Linked DNA regions of Mus musculus: regions 1, 2, 3 and 5 are each linked to region 4. A link is a contact called in public Hi-C and HiChIP or PLAC-seq data. All regions are on one chromosome and are shown on one strand. Each heading gives the region's core, a stretch centred on a gene start, on an enhancer-like site or on the middle of the called end of the contact. The rest is flanking DNA. Distances are from core to core; before and after follow the strand shown. Region 1 has its middle 23 kb from the start of Gm41499. Region 2 has its middle 50 kb from the start of Gm41499. Region 3 overlaps Runx1 (runt related transcription factor 1). Region 4 holds the start of Runx1 (runt related transcription factor 1). Region 5 has its middle 86 kb from the start of Gm41499.

Region 1 (2,700 bases), core at 92-2,591, 150 kb after region 4:
CCATAGTGTGGGTTAGTTGGCAGGTCTGAATTTGGCTGCTAGCTCCTGTGGGTCTCCAAAGGAAACAAGCAAGCTCACATAAGAAGCTTACAACAATATAAATTCTTGGATCTTGTCCTTGGGGAAAGCTCACTGTGACCACTAAAATGTCATGAAGAAATTCACTCACCTTTTCTGGCCTACAGGATGGTAACAAGGACCCTCAAGTATACAAGAATTTTCAAACCGCCTTTTCTTGTTTTGGTTTCATGAGATTTCTTAGCCCATTTATCATTTGTATAAAGGAAGGCTACTGATTCATGGGACTTAATTTTATATCTGGACACTTTGCTGAAGTTGTTTATCAGCAGTAGAAGTTCTCTGGTAGAATTTTGGGGGTTGCTTATGTATAATATCATACCATCTGCAAATAGTGATACCTTGACTACTTCTTTGCCAATTTGTATCCCCCTTGGTCTCCTTCTGTTGTGTTATTTCTCTAGCTAGAACTTCAAGTACTATATTGAATAGATATGGGGAGAGTGGGCAGCCTTGTCTTGTCCCTGATTTTAGTGGGATTGCTTCAAGCATCTCTCCATTTAGTTTGATATTGGCTGCAGCTTTGCTGTATATTACCTTTATTATGTTTAGATATGGGCCTTGAATTCCTGATCTCTCCAATACTTTTAACATGAAGAGGCGTTTTATTTTGTCAAATGCCTTTTCAGCATCTAATGAGATGATCATGTGGTTTTTTTTTTAATCCTTTGAGTTTGTTTATATAGTGGATTACATGGATTTTCGTACATTGAACCAACCTTGCCCTGGTATAAAGCCTACTTGATCATGGTGAATGATGGTTTTGATGCGTTTTTTAATTCAGTTTGTGAGAAATTTATTGAGTATTTTTGCATTGATATTCACAAGCAAAGTTCATGGGCGTTTCTGTGGGAGGCCTGACCTTCGCTCTCTCTACATGTCTCTCTCTATTCTTCCTCTCATCTCCTCTCCTCTCACCACCTTCTCTCCTTTATCCTTCATTCTCTTTCTCACCTCGCTCCCTCCCATCGTTCCTTTAATCCACCCAGAGAGCTCAATCCTCGTGCTAGGCACTGTGCCAGGTCTGGAAAACCTGGCTCTCCCTATACAGAAACTTACACCGGGGTGTGTATGTCCCAGGAATGCTAGGATGTTTGTGAAGCTACACCGCTGCCTTCCTGTAGCATCCTCAGCTCTAACGATTCCTGGAAGCTGAAACTGTTGAGTAGATTAGGAGAAAAAGAACAGCTTCCCCAGCTGCTCCCGCCGGTCCCTCACGACTGCTCCTGGCTTCTAAGCCACAGGGACCACTTGCTTGTGCTCACTCAGTCTTGTGACTCACACTGGAGTCACCGCTGACCCTGACCTATATGGAGGATGGTCATTTATTTACCCTTTGAAACTTGATCAGGTGGCCCATTAATTTTGCAACATTAATTCTAAGAGGAAATTAGATTCCAACCAGAGTCATTTGTCTTTTGAAAATAGAGCCACCAGAAGAGAACATCGATAATCACAATGTAATTTTCTGAGTTAGGAAGTGGCCAGAGCTTGGTGTCGAGGCTTCTGCACATCTAAGGGTTTCATGGCATTTTCTTAAATGAAAGAATTTGTTTTGAGACTTGAGGGGGAAAACCACTTCAAAGGGCCATTTCTCCCTAAGATGTAGCTGAGAGCTTCGTGTGCAAATGAAAAAGTCATCTACACATCGTTGGGGATTATACTTCTGCAGTACACTTGTTATCTCCCCGAGTCTACAGAGGCTGGGAGATGGCTTGGCTGGTGAAATAGTCACAGTACAAGAGCAATGAGAGGAGTTTCATTTCCAGAACCCACAGGTAAAAAGACAGGCATGGTAGCACATCCTTGTAACCCCAGCACGGAGGGAGTCAGGCAGATCCTTAAGACTCCCTGGTCAGTCACCTTCACCTACTGGGATGGAGTACCTCAGGTGCCAGTGAGAGATGCTATGTCAAAAGTGAGGTAGATGGCCTTCACTTAAGGAATAATACCTGAGGGTGACCTCTGGCCTTCACATACATTAGCCCCATGTAGACCTTCACACACACACACACACACACACACACACACACACACACACACACACACACATACACACACAGAGAGAGAGAGAGAGAGAGAGAGAGAGAGAGAGAGACAGAGACAGAGACAGAGACAGAGACAGAGACAGAGACAGAGACAGAGACAGAAACAAAGTCTAACTGATAAAGTATTCGAATACATAGAGCTGGTCACAGAACCCAGGAGGTCTATATCACCGAGTGATTCATTTAGCTACAGAAATCTTTCTTTTCAAGCTTGTTAATCTTCTCAAATCTGCTATGTCTTCAAAGATGATTGTTTTCTTCAAGGAAACATCTTCCTTAATAATCTAATCTATGAGTTCTGCCTTCCTGACCAGGTTATGGACTTCTAATTTAATTCTCCACACACCATGCCTTCTGTTGAAAATAAAGCGTTATTTACCTAACAATTTTTGGCCCAATTTATCTCTCTTTTTTAATACATATATCTCAGTTATATGTTTCCAAGATTAAAAAAAATATTACTTTATGACATTGCTACAGTGTTGAAGAAAAACTACAGCTGAAGGCCTATGTAAATATCTGGCTTTTATTTCTCTTCTTTTGCAAACAAACAAACAAACAAACAGAAAATGAT
Region 2 (2,700 bases), core at 123-2,622, 180 kb after region 4:
AACCACCCTGAGCCCCATCCCTTCTGCAGAATCTCAATGACTAATCTGTTCTTTCTTTTGCCAAAAAGAAAGGATGCTCCTCCTCTTCCGTCCACTCCCCCCCACTCCCCCCCCCACCCCACCCCCCACCCCCCGGCCAAGATCAATTCTGCCGGTATTTATTAATCGTCTACCACCAGCTAGACATCGGGCAGGCAACACTGACACCATGTCTGTTCTTGGGAAATTTCCCCTCCCATGTTCCTCTTTGGGCTCTATAAAACAGGCGGCCAGACTACTCTCTTTTGAACTCTGAATCCGTTTTCTCAGAAGAAGAAGAGCCCTCAGAAAGCTGTTTCCTGTCTCTGAGCTCCCTGTGAACTCGATGGTTGATAAATGCTCATCTAATTGGCCAAACACAACTTTAAACATTTTATTTAAGGAAATAAATCATTGTTTCATTTTTTTTTTAAAGTTCTACCTTTCTGCTCTTTCAGAGTTAATATTTGGGAGCTTATCACAAAATGAACTTGATTATAGGGGACACAAATTGGCCATCAGGATCACAATCCCAGTGCACTGGGAATCCTGTGCCTAGATAGCAGAGGAATGGAATTTGAATCTGATAATTGTTAATGACAGGAAAAGAAAAAAAAAAAAAGATTGTTTCTTCTTTGCTGAGCCATCACCCACCTGCAAGGAACAAATTAAAGATATTTACCTTTAAAAGCCTTTGAAAGCTATTTAAAGAAAAATAGACAAAAAGTGAAGTGGAGGATTGAGTCACAATTGAATTTGTTGAAGTAATTAAGTCCCTCCCTCCCTGAACAATTATGTTTAATAATAAACATCTAGGATGCCATTTTTATATTCTTTAGTGCCCTTCATGGTAGTGCTGTTATATAAGCTCACAAACTCAAGTGTGCTTTCCCCTCTTCCCCTAGCCTACCCGTGGTCTTTATTGTTGTTTGATTGAGTCACCTTGTAAAATTATAATCTTTTGTAGAAATATATTTCTAGATGAGCAAGCCCCTCTGGGCTCCTGCAAGCCTCACCTTCGCTGAGCGAGCGACTGACTGGCATGAGGAGCGCGCAGGATCGAGCTCTTGACCCATAATTTTCTATGAGAAAATGATCAGGAAAGCTGGCGAGGCAGCGTGTGTGGAGCCGGTCCAAGGGACCCAGCCTCCCCTCTGTTGTTTCAAACAGTCAACAGCTGCCCGGCCTGTTTTTCCCATCACACTTCAGGATTGCGTTAGAAAAAAATTCACCTTATAAAAAAAAAATCATGAAAACTGAGAACAGGGAAGCGACCGAGCGGAGGCCACTGTGTGGTGAGTTGCTGCTGTCATCCCGGGCTCTGCTCCTGGGCTTGGCACCTGCCCCAGGGGGCTGCATTCCCTGCCCAGCAGGGAGTTCCAGCTGACCTGCTGAGAATGTCCCGTGTGAGTCACCGCCTTTAACTCCATCAGCGCCATTTGCTGCCCACTTGGATGTTTCTGAACAGCTGCTTGGCTCTGAACTCATCCAGTAACTGGAAATGCGGCCGTTGTCTGGCTAATTTTCAAAAAATGGAGTCAGAGGCAGGGTTAGGGAGAAAGAGAAAAGCACAAACCCAGTCAAGAAAGACAGACAGCTAGCTATCTTTACCCCTCGATGGCTTTGAATTCCTTGGAAATCAAATGGCAAGGTCAAATAAACCCAGTTTGTCCCTTTCTTTCTTTCTGTCGCTTACTGTTTGCCTAAGGAAGTTGGGTGCGATCTCATATGGGATTTCATGGTATCTAAAAATTTACCTCCCTCAAGGAGCCTGTCTGATCGTCATGCTTTTAAACTTACCCATCCCGTTTTCCAAACACAACAGTGAATATTTCCCTTGCTCTGGAAACGTTTTTCACATTTGAAGTTCATTTTTAACTCCATCAACAACTTTTAAGAGGCTTCAATTGAACAAGTTTCTGGCCTACACATTAACCAGGATATTTGAGAAACATTAGACATGATCCCTGGATACAGGAATTTGTAATGAAATGGAGAGAGAGAGAGAGAGAGAGAGAGAGAGAGAGAGAGAGAGAGAGAGACAGAGACAGAGAGACAGAGACAGAGAGACAGAGACAGAGAGACAGAGAGAGAGAGAGAAACCCTGATTCAAATGGATTTCAAATGGATGGTCCAGGAACAATATGGGGGAGGTGGGAAGTGCCAGACGCCTGCTAGAGCTATTTGGGCTTCTGAAGTTCAGAGCAATGCTCTGGAAAGCTGCTTTTCAATCTAGAATGATGGTAACCAATATTAACAAGTGAAATTGAATTGACTCTGTAAACGTGAACAGTGTCAGAGCTGGGCACACAGCCCAGGGGTCTGTTAAAGGCTAAACACTTACAGGGTCACAGGGCTTCACTGGATGGGAAGTCTGTGATCATTGTGTGCATCTTCCTATGCATTAACACAGGCAGACATTAAAGAGAAAAATCTCTTCCATCACCAGAGACACTGCAGGGATGGCAGACAGTTCATAGGTCACGAATCCACTGTACTGTATCTGGGATCCAGTCCTTACTTGAAGGTGGGAGAGTAGATACATGGGAGAGAGAAGACACTTTGATTTGTGAAGATCTGATCTGCACGTTCTCTATTTCCTTTCTTGAAAGGAAATCTTAGAGGACAATAAAGAAAAACAGAGTCCTCTATTTTTGTCTTAGCTTTTCATGTGGCTGCCAC
Region 3 (2,700 bases), core at 40-2,539, 210 kb before region 4:
TGAGCATTCAGTGCTTTAATGTCTGACCCAGCTCTCTAGCTCCCACAAAACTATTTTAAAAAAAAAATCATTTTCCTACCCGATAGGCAATAAACAAGCTAAAATGAAGTCACATAAAATGTTTCATTCCATTCAGAGGAGGCAGGAAAGCCGGGGGTGGGACTAAGAACCAGGTGCAACAGGCATAAAAGTTAGACCATGGCAGATCATAATCCAACTGTATCTATAAAGGTGAATTGTCTAAATCTACCACAGAGGTTGTCAGAACAAGCTACAAATAAAACTTAACTACCTGACGCATACAAATGGCTCATTTAAATGTAGATTCAGATAGGGCAAGCATAAAAGGGTGGAGAAGCTGTGCTAACACCAATCCAAGGAAAGCCCGAGTTGCTGTATCAAGTTTTCTACAAAGCCGATTGAAGATGGAGCTTTTCAGGGATAAGAGATAAGTTACGTTATGATAGTACGGAAAACCAAAAATACATTTTCCTTCACAGGTGTCCCGTGAACAAAGGGTCTCACTAACTGCAATACAAGGAAAAGCAGACAAACCCATCCTTACGGCAGGAGACTTTAGCACCCTCTTCCAGTCACCGATAGACCATGCAAGCAGAAATTCAGACTCGGCTGACCTGGACAGTATCAGTTTGACCTACAGAACACCGGTAGGCCGCTCCTTTCTTCTGAGGCACACAGATCACTCGCTAAGGCAGACTACACTTGAGGCCACAGAAGACTGCTTGGGTTTGAAGGCATAATCATACAAAGTATTTCCTTAGGCCACAAGGACTTAAACTAAAACCAAACAACACTCTCCCCTCCCCCGAAAAACAAAACAAAACAACAACAAAAACCAGTAACAGAAATATTACTTAGAAATCTTCAAAAATTGGAGATTATCTGGAGATGCCATAGCCACCAAATAAGAGATCTGAAAAGATATGTCGACTGTCAGTTACTTAATGAAAATGAAAACACCAACATTTAGGGACTGGAGACGAGGCAGCTTTGGAAGGGAAATTTCTGGTTCTGAAAACATATTTGAAAGGAAAGCCAGAACGCCAGTAACTAATGCGTATGGGGTGAGGAGGGGGAAAGAATGCCCCACACCCGAGGCAAAGAGAAGTAGCCGTATCTAAAGTGATCAATGAAGCTCACTCCAATCAGAAGAGTAAATAAATGTTCCTGTTTCGAAAACTCAAAGCATCCCGATTCAGCCTTGTGCCCTCCCTCCCTGTCCAAGGAAAGGACACGCGGGGACATCAGCCTAGTTCACTTGAGCCTTTGGTGGCCCTGGCACCTGACCTCACAGCCTGGGTTTTCTGGGTCAGGACGTTGGGGCTCTGCTGTAGTCAGGGCTCTGTTCCTTGAGTATTTGGCGGGCATCTCTAAAACAACAAGCCGTTCACCCTCGATCCATTGAAAATAAACAGTGGGCCATGCAATGCAGGGCCACTTGCTTCTTAACGCGCAAAATCTGCTCTGAGAATGGATAAACCCAAGGGGCCTGTTCTGGGTTTTTCCTTAGAAGACTCCCCCTCTTTCTGCAAGGCAGAAGGCAGAGTCATCCTCAGGGCGCCCTCCCAGTGCAGCTCAGTCATGGGTAGCTGGTGTAATGCCCTCTCGGATGCCTCAGAGAACACAACAGGATGTGAGTCAGGACACAGAGATGTTGAGTCAGTTTCCAGGGTGATGTGTCAGGGCGAGCCCCAGGGGAGGCTTGCACCTTCTCATTTGGGACCCTTGTGAAGAAAGACCCAGGATACCTTGTGTAGGAAAGTGGTGGCGCCCCCAGATGCTTGGAGGATGCCCCACCCCCACCCCCCACTCTGCAATGTCAGCTTTCACAGCCCTGGTGTTGGGCAGGTGACCCAACTGAAAGGCTGCTTGCCTCTGGTGGTTTTGAGCAGTGTTTCCTTTGGCTTCTGCGGTGGGCAGTAAACCCACAACAGCTCCAGAAGTCAGAACAGACAGGAGTCACCCCAGAGCTCCTTCCCCCAACCCCCACTCCCCAGGTAGCCAGCACTGGATTAGCATCGCCTAAGCACACCAGTGAGAACCAGTGATAACAGGAGTCAGTTCCCACCAGTTCTGGATCCTGGAAGAAAAGAGGGTTGTGAAAGAGCCCTGGGATTTGCCAAGCATTTGTCTCCCACTGGCTGCAGACATTTTGGTTAGTCATGTGCGTCTCGGCTGCGGTCACTGTTCCAACGGTTACTTTGAAGGGAGGCATCCAGAGTGAGCCAGGATGGAGACCTGCCTGGTAAGGCTGTTTCAAAGGCCTTCGGGGTCTGAGGGACCCATTCTAAATGACATCTATAGACCCAGGAGGTGACAGGCCACCTGAGAAAGGGAAGAAGGAATTGTGTGGCTTCATCTCCTGTTCCGGTACCCAAATTCCTCACTCATCCCGGGGAGGCCTCCTGACTTTGTGGTCAGGATGCTACAAATCTGAAATGCTTATTCCCAACATCAGGGACACTCCTAACCCCGGTGGCTCGCCCCAGAATCCTTTTCCTCCCAAATCTCTGTTTCCTCATTTTTTAAAAATGGGGTTGGGGGGTAACCAGACTCACCTGCCTCCCAGGTGTGAGAGTTAATTAATGTTTGTGGTACAGCTTTGAGATCCACAGATGAAAGGCTCTCTATAAATGCAAAGTGCTATTCCTCATTAGAGCTGCCAGACAGTTCCCAGGG
Region 4 (2,700 bases), core at 45-2,544:
TTCCATAAGGCCGCTGTAAAAAATGCAGGAAGGTTCAGGGACCTACGTGGTGCCAACCCATAAGTCTGTAATCTAGTAATTTCTGCTGTGACAGTGCGTGGACTTAGGAAATGGCTTCATAGTTCTTTCTGAGAGAGACTGTGTACCACAACTTGCTGGCTTTCTGTCTTGAGCAATGCCGGCTGCCTCTTTCAATTGAGGCTGAAAGAAAAACCACAGCACAACACAGCATCTTCTGATGGCTTTTCCCAGAACGAGTCTGCCCAAATCCTGCCCTCTGTGGACTTGCCACTTTGGCCCTGAAATCTCCGCACTGATCCAAGGTATACCTGTGAGCTGCCTCTCGGAGACCACTCTGCTGGCACCGGCTCTTCCGGCCAGCTAAGTACTGAGCCTGCTAAACCCAGGGGCAAGCCAAACTCAGAACCAGGGCCAGACAGCTTGCTGCCATCAGAGTAAGTGCAAGCGAATCATTCAGAGCAAGGCACAGCCAGATAAAACCCAAAGAGTGTCCTCCGCGCCAGCCTTCTAATCTCTGGGACTTTAACTGAGAGCGGCTCAGAGCACTTGACACAACTTTCACCCAGCGACCAAATATTTCAACAGCCTAAGCATTTATTAAAACATCCCCGCAGCACGGCGTCTGACAAATAATAATCTCGTGGTCTCAGAGTCAACAGCCTCTGTTTGAATTCCTCCCCCCACAAGCAGGCAGGGACTTCAGGCAGGCACCGGAGGGTCCACGGGCTGCCATCTTAGTCTGCGCAAAGCTGAGCAAAATCAGATATAAAAAAGACCAGCGTACTCACCTCTCATGAAGCACTGTGGATATGAAGGAAATGACTCAAAAATGCTGTCTGAAGCCATCGTTTCCTTTCGAAAACGCACCTCTCCTGAAGGCGGGGGATTCTATAATTTCTTTCACCTTCAGAGCAAAAACCAAGAAATGTCACTTACTCTGACCTCACCTCCCACCATGGCTCCCCACGTCTCTTTCTACCCCCAACCCTAACACTTCTGGTACTCCATGGGTCCTATGGGGTGGGGGTGGGGGAAAGAATTATTGCAGAAACAAATATTCAAATTGTTAAAGATTAAAAAAAGGAAAAAAAAAAGACGAAAGCACCGCCTATGCTGTGGGTTGAACTGCTCACCGCTCTGCGAAAGCCTGTGGTTTGCATTCAGTGTGATTCGTCCTGCCTGCTGACCACTGTGCTGGGCTTACACTTCTGACACTGCCAGGCTACCCAACTTGTGGTTCTGTGGTTGTTTATGAGGTCCAAAGAAGTTTTCACACAACCCAAATTACAAATTTAACTGTTCCCCTTTCCACAGCCCACCGCCATTGGCTCTTGCCAATCACGTGACTTAAGTGATGTCAATTTTTTTTTTTTAAACTTTCTGAGCTATGCCCTTCCTGCCCTCCACCTGCCCTCCCCCAGGCTGTGTAAGGAAACAGTTGAGCAGAGCTTAGCAGAGAGGGGCTGTAAGAGAAAAAAAAGCACAACAAACAAGCAAACAGAAATCCCCTGCCTCAGTCTTTTCTTGCTCTCTCTGTCCTGTGCGGATTTGGTGGCTTTCAGATCCTGTTGTTATTTGTGGTTTGAGGAACAACTGATTATTTAGATAAAGATTGCCTTGCTGTTTATTCAACAGCAATTCAACGTTGGCACCAACTTGCTGCTGAGCCCGGATGCGGCTCTCATCACTTAAATGCTGGGCACCAGCTCGGGAGAGCTGGGTTCTTGGTGAAAGCAAGTGAGACAGAAAAGTTAGAAAAGAAGACCAAGAGCCCTTTTCCGTGAGTGGCTGATCCTGGGAGGGCTAGGCTGGCAACCTACTGACATCTCAAAGCTTGGGAACAGTATGACACGTTTTAATTGTGGGATGAAAAGACCACTTTGATCAAAACCCAAATGATGTTGTCCTTGGCTTTCCCCTTGGCGGATAGGCTTAGCATGGACATCTCTTGGTAAGTAGAGGAAACAGTGGCGTTCTCTTCACACTGGCACCAGTTCCCACGCTCGCTTGCATTAGGAAGTTTTGTGGAGAGCAAAGGAGGAGAATTTCCTCACTCAGCAGAGCTGTGGCCTGTGGGCAGCTATCTGTTCATTGTTTGTACCAATAAAGCCTACTGGTAGCCTTTCCGAGCTCCACTCAAAGAAATGGGCCAAGTCACCCTGCTAGGGATAATTACTCTTTGAATCCATGAAGAGTAACTTGTGACTACCCAAGATCCTGCCTCCTCCTGGCCAGCCCCCGGAGGGGGATATTACACAGCCCTTCAGCCTCCAGAAGTCACATGGTCAGGGGACAGACAATAAAGACAAGATGATTCTGTGGGTGTGAGCTCTTCTGTTCACCTCCACCTATTGACCTCTTCGTTCTATCTGTTTTACTTGCTGAGAAGTGAAGCCTTAGTCTTCCTGGGATCCCCAGGCAGGGCCTGGCCTTCCTTTCCTTACTTGGGTCTTCCTTTTCCTCTGTTCAGTTTCCCTCCATTTCGAGGTGATGCCCGATGAGAGGCTGGGCCTTGAGCAGCGTAGCTCCAAGTGCCAGCCCTGGGTCCCAAATTCCAGGCATGCAAGGTACTTCTCTAAGTCTGAGCCCCAGAGGGAACTCTCATTTGGTTTTCATGGAGATAATTTTGCACACACAGTAGAGACCCAGGGTATTAATGATACAGGTCTTTCCAAAGGA
Region 5 (2,700 bases), core at 46-2,545, 220 kb after region 4:
TGTGCATGTGAACCATCTAAGAAGCAGATCTTATTCACTGAGATGATGAATTTAGAATATGGTGGGGCATCTGGCCTATGGGACAAAACAAGGCACAAACACACTGGACCTGAGGGAACTCAAGAGGCCTCACCATTGGAAGCTTCTACCTTCAGTGTCCTCTGCCTGGAAAGGACCAAGTTTGAGCAGTTGGCCTGCTAGATATCTGCCGCATCCTTAACAGAGTTTCGTCATACATAGCTGCCACTCTACAGGACTTCCAGCATCTGATGCAGTGCTTGGTCAGAAAGGGGAAGCCCACAATGAGAGTGAGCTTAGACCCTTACATTCACTTTAACAGTTGACTTCCATGACTGAGCACCACAGATAAAATGGTCATAAGTTTGTTTGTTTTTTAAACATGTGGAAGTCGCCCAAATTTTACACTCAAAATGTAGTATGTTGCTGTTAAGATACAAAGAGCAAAGTTGAATGACCACTTAAGTCAGAGACAGCAAAGTTGTCCATGCCTTTCTCCGACGGCATTTACTGCTCTGGCAGATCTTAAACTCCACCCTCTTCCCCAGTGTTCATTTATGATGGCTTCAACTTGTCTGATCATCCCCTATCCCAATCCAAGAAAAACAAAGAAACCTCTTTCTTAGTTCTTTCCCATATCATTTACTTAGTCTATGCTGTGTGCCACTCCTACCATAGTTAGACAGTTATAGGCACATGACTCTGCCCCAGACAAGGTGGACTCTTAACCATCCAGGTTCACCTTTAGGACTCCGTCAACACCCGCTGGCCCTGGCAGGATAAGCCCCGCCCCCTGTGCCCCCTTCCCAAGAGACTGTGAGGAACACTATAGCTTGTAGCAACCCATCCCTTTGAGCACATCCCCCTTTGAGTTTGTTGACATCCCCCACATCAAAGATCACTCAGCATGGTTTCACTTGCGCCAGAAGACCATGTTTGGAAACCGTCTGATAAGCCTCACTGAGAAGCCACCACACGCCCCTGGATCTCTCGGGATTATTTTAGCTCTCGGAGATCTGATCCTGCACTTTGCAGTGAGGCGCGTCAACCCCAAGTGTGTGCTTTGATTTGGAACCCCAGCTGATGACAGCTGAGCTGTTGATTTAATGGGTTCTGTGCAGATAAAGGCAAGGGCTGGCAACCATACAACTGTCTTCCTTCGCAGGTGAGGAGACAAAGATCTCCGACATGCCTATTTCTCACAGCCCAGGTCCCTGAACCTGGGGCTGGAAACACATCAAAGGCCACACCTTCCCTTCCCAGGCTCTCCCCCAGCCTTGTTCCTCTTCTGTAGCTCCTCCTGAACCCCTCACCAGTCAAACAATGCAGCTATTATGCTCCCTGGAGAAGAGAAGCCGAGTAATTACCTTCCCGGCCAGGTGCCAGGAGTAAGTTTCCTTGTGTGCAATTATTGTGTGGTAAAACGGCTGAGGCCGTGTTTTTAAAATTTGTTTTCTTTTCTTTGTTTTCTTTTTAGGCACTGACTGTCAGCTTGCCAGACACTGGCCCCAAGCTCCTCCATCAACCCCAGACAAGCAGCTTTCTTTAGGATTTGGCTTCTATTGTCTTTCACTTTCTCCCAACCTGGAGTCTCGTGATATTATATTTACAGCTCCGGATCGGTTTAACAAATAAGGCCAGCTCAGCAGCAGTGCAGGTCAAGGTGCGACCCCAATGTTTCTATCTGAGCAGCTGATCCCATGTGGTTTTCATCAGTGACAGGCTTGGGTGGGGTGACGGAGTCTAGGAAGACTTCTGTATGGTATGGATGGAGTAAGGACCGTGTCGTTAGCAGGGAAACGAGGAGCCTTTGATCTTCAGAGTATCATGTCTGAGATCTCCCCACTGGCCTTCTCCATCAGTCAAACCAGATTTATGAAGTGAAGATCGCCTAGTCCTGGCTGTCAGGACAGATGCATGTTACATAATGCTTATGTGTACAGGACGATGCCACGGACTGCCCTTAAGTCTATTTGACACTAATAATTATAACCAAGATTTAAAAACCTCCTTCTACATGCTAGACTTGAACACGTATGTCATCTCATGAGTTCCCTGTTCCCAATCTGACAAGAAAGAATTGTCATTTCTGCTTTATGGGAGATCTTGAAAACAAGCCAGACTGAGATTGCAACGTCATGAAGCTAAGATGTAGCAGAAGACAGCCCTTTTCATCCCAAAGTTTAAATTCCCAGCCACGCTGTTCTAACAAGAACCCCTCATCTATGATAGGAAACGAAGCCAGGACAGCAACCCATGCTTCAGAACAACGTGCACTTCAGTTCGGGCCCTGGGTGATGCTCTGTCTTCAGTGAAGGGTCTCTGTCACTTTCCTTTTATTAGCTGACCTGATTTGTTGGGATGTCTGCCAGTCCAGAAGATGGAACATGCATGTCAAACTCACATTATTTCTAGATGATCTGCAAGGCGCTTTCGAGAAGAGCCTGGCTTTTGGATTGCCATGCACTATAAACCAGATTTCCCTCCCCAAGCTGAGTAGACACCATCCGATCTGTGGAGGAGCTCAGTAAACAAGAGACGATTCTCCACTTCCAACTCTTGCCTGCCCACTGCAACTGGGTCATCTCATGCTATACTTTCTCATTTGCCCCATCCCACCCCATCCATCCCACCCCACCCCGCCCCACCCCACCCCACCCCATCCCACCCCATCCCACCCCA

What was found. A called contact is a pair of places that touch in the nucleus more often than the background predicts. HiChIP or PLAC-seq counts read pairs in DNA pulled down with a chosen protein or histone mark.
Region 1: a contact with region 4 is called in a FOXA1 HiChIP or PLAC-seq map of pancreatic cancer cells. The contact joins the enhancer-like site here to the promoter of Runx1 in region 4. A contact is called at or near these places in 2 of 15 datasets of contacts at CTCF or cohesin (large pre-B cells and pro-B cells), 6 of 484 Hi-C or Micro-C datasets (Th17 cells, bone marrow-derived macrophages, embryonic fibroblasts and 3 more), 5 of 115 datasets of contacts at active chromatin or transcription factors (the SCID.adh cell line, memory CD8 T cells, neural progenitor cells and 2 more) and 3 of 9 other capture datasets (adipose tissue, liver and pancreatic islet).
Region 2: a contact with region 4 is called in a Hi-C map of the C2C12 cell line, with 5 times the contacts expected there. The contact joins the enhancer-like site here to the promoter of Runx1 in region 4. A contact is called at or near these places in 7 of 39 promoter capture datasets (the C10 cell line, the HPC-7 cell line, HPC-7-derived erythroid cells and 3 more), 1 of 15 datasets of contacts at CTCF or cohesin (large pre-B cells), 33 of 484 Hi-C or Micro-C datasets (the 63-12 cell line, the AML12 cell line, B cells and 21 more), 12 of 115 datasets of contacts at active chromatin or transcription factors (DN3 thymocytes, the HPC-7 cell line, the SCID.adh cell line and 9 more) and 5 of 9 other capture datasets (adipose tissue, bone marrow-derived macrophages, embryonic stem cells and 2 more).
Region 3: a FOXA1 HiChIP or PLAC-seq map of pancreatic cancer cells shows a contact between it and region 4. The contact joins the enhancer-like site here to the promoter of Runx1 in region 4. A contact is called at or near these places in 5 of 484 Hi-C or Micro-C datasets (the MNK3 cell line, Th1 cells, bone marrow-derived macrophages and 2 more), 3 of 115 datasets of contacts at active chromatin or transcription factors (the HPC-7 cell line, memory CD8 T cells and pancreatic cancer cells) and 1 of 9 other capture datasets (macrophages).
Region 5: a contact with region 4 is called in an H3K4me3 HiChIP or PLAC-seq map of the SCID.adh cell line, with 13 read pairs. The contact joins the enhancer-like site here to the promoter of Runx1 in region 4. A contact is called at or near these places in 3 of 39 promoter capture datasets (the C10 cell line and hippocampal neurons), 1 of 15 datasets of contacts at CTCF or cohesin (large pre-B cells), 6 of 484 Hi-C or Micro-C datasets (bone marrow-derived dendritic cells, bone marrow-derived macrophages, granulocyte-monocyte progenitors and 2 more), 8 of 115 datasets of contacts at active chromatin or transcription factors (the HPC-7 cell line, the SCID.adh cell line, bone marrow-derived macrophages and 4 more) and 3 of 9 other capture datasets (adipose tissue, liver and macrophages).

What each region holds. Positions count from the first base shown.
Region 1 is chr16:92,978,465-92,981,164 of GRCm38.p6, forward strand. No RefSeq gene overlaps it. Among named protein-coding and RNA genes, the nearest start is that of Gm41499, 23 kb to the left of the region's middle. Within about 2 kb of position 1,342, at least 32 of the 459 cell types and tissues checked have an H3K27ac peak or open chromatin away from gene starts, as enhancers often do. A contact at or near this core is called in the SCID.adh cell line, muscle stem cells and pancreatic cancer cells, where this site is marked.
Region 2 is chr16:93,005,424-93,008,123 of GRCm38.p6, forward strand. No RefSeq gene overlaps it. Among named protein-coding and RNA genes, the nearest start is that of Gm41499, 50 kb to the left of the region's middle. Within about 2 kb of position 1,373, at least 58 of the 459 cell types and tissues checked have an H3K27ac peak or open chromatin away from gene starts, as enhancers often do. A contact at or near this core is called in the C2C12 cell line, embryonic fibroblasts, muscle stem cells and 4 more, where this site is marked.
Region 3 is chr16:92,619,277-92,621,976 of GRCm38.p6, forward strand. The region is part of intron 6 of Runx1 (runt related transcription factor 1); the gene reads right to left. Among named protein-coding and RNA genes, the nearest start is that of Gm30224, 24 kb to the left of the region's middle. Within about 2 kb of position 1,290, at least 171 of the 459 cell types and tissues checked have an H3K27ac peak or open chromatin away from gene starts, as enhancers often do. A contact at or near this core is called in the HPC-7 cell line, the MNK3 cell line, Th1 cells and 6 more, where this site is marked.
Region 4 is chr16:92,824,780-92,827,479 of GRCm38.p6, forward strand. Runx1 (runt related transcription factor 1) reads right to left here and starts at 1,295. Exons shown (of 8, transcript NM_001111021.2): 1 at 1,155-1,295; 2 at 810-925. The coding sequence starts at 867.
Region 5 is chr16:93,041,821-93,044,520 of GRCm38.p6, forward strand. No RefSeq gene overlaps it. Among named protein-coding and RNA genes, the nearest start is that of Gm41499, 86 kb to the left of the region's middle. Within about 2 kb of position 1,296, at least 32 of the 459 cell types and tissues checked have an H3K27ac peak or open chromatin away from gene starts, as enhancers often do. A contact at or near this core is called in the SCID.adh cell line and bone marrow-derived macrophages, where this site is marked.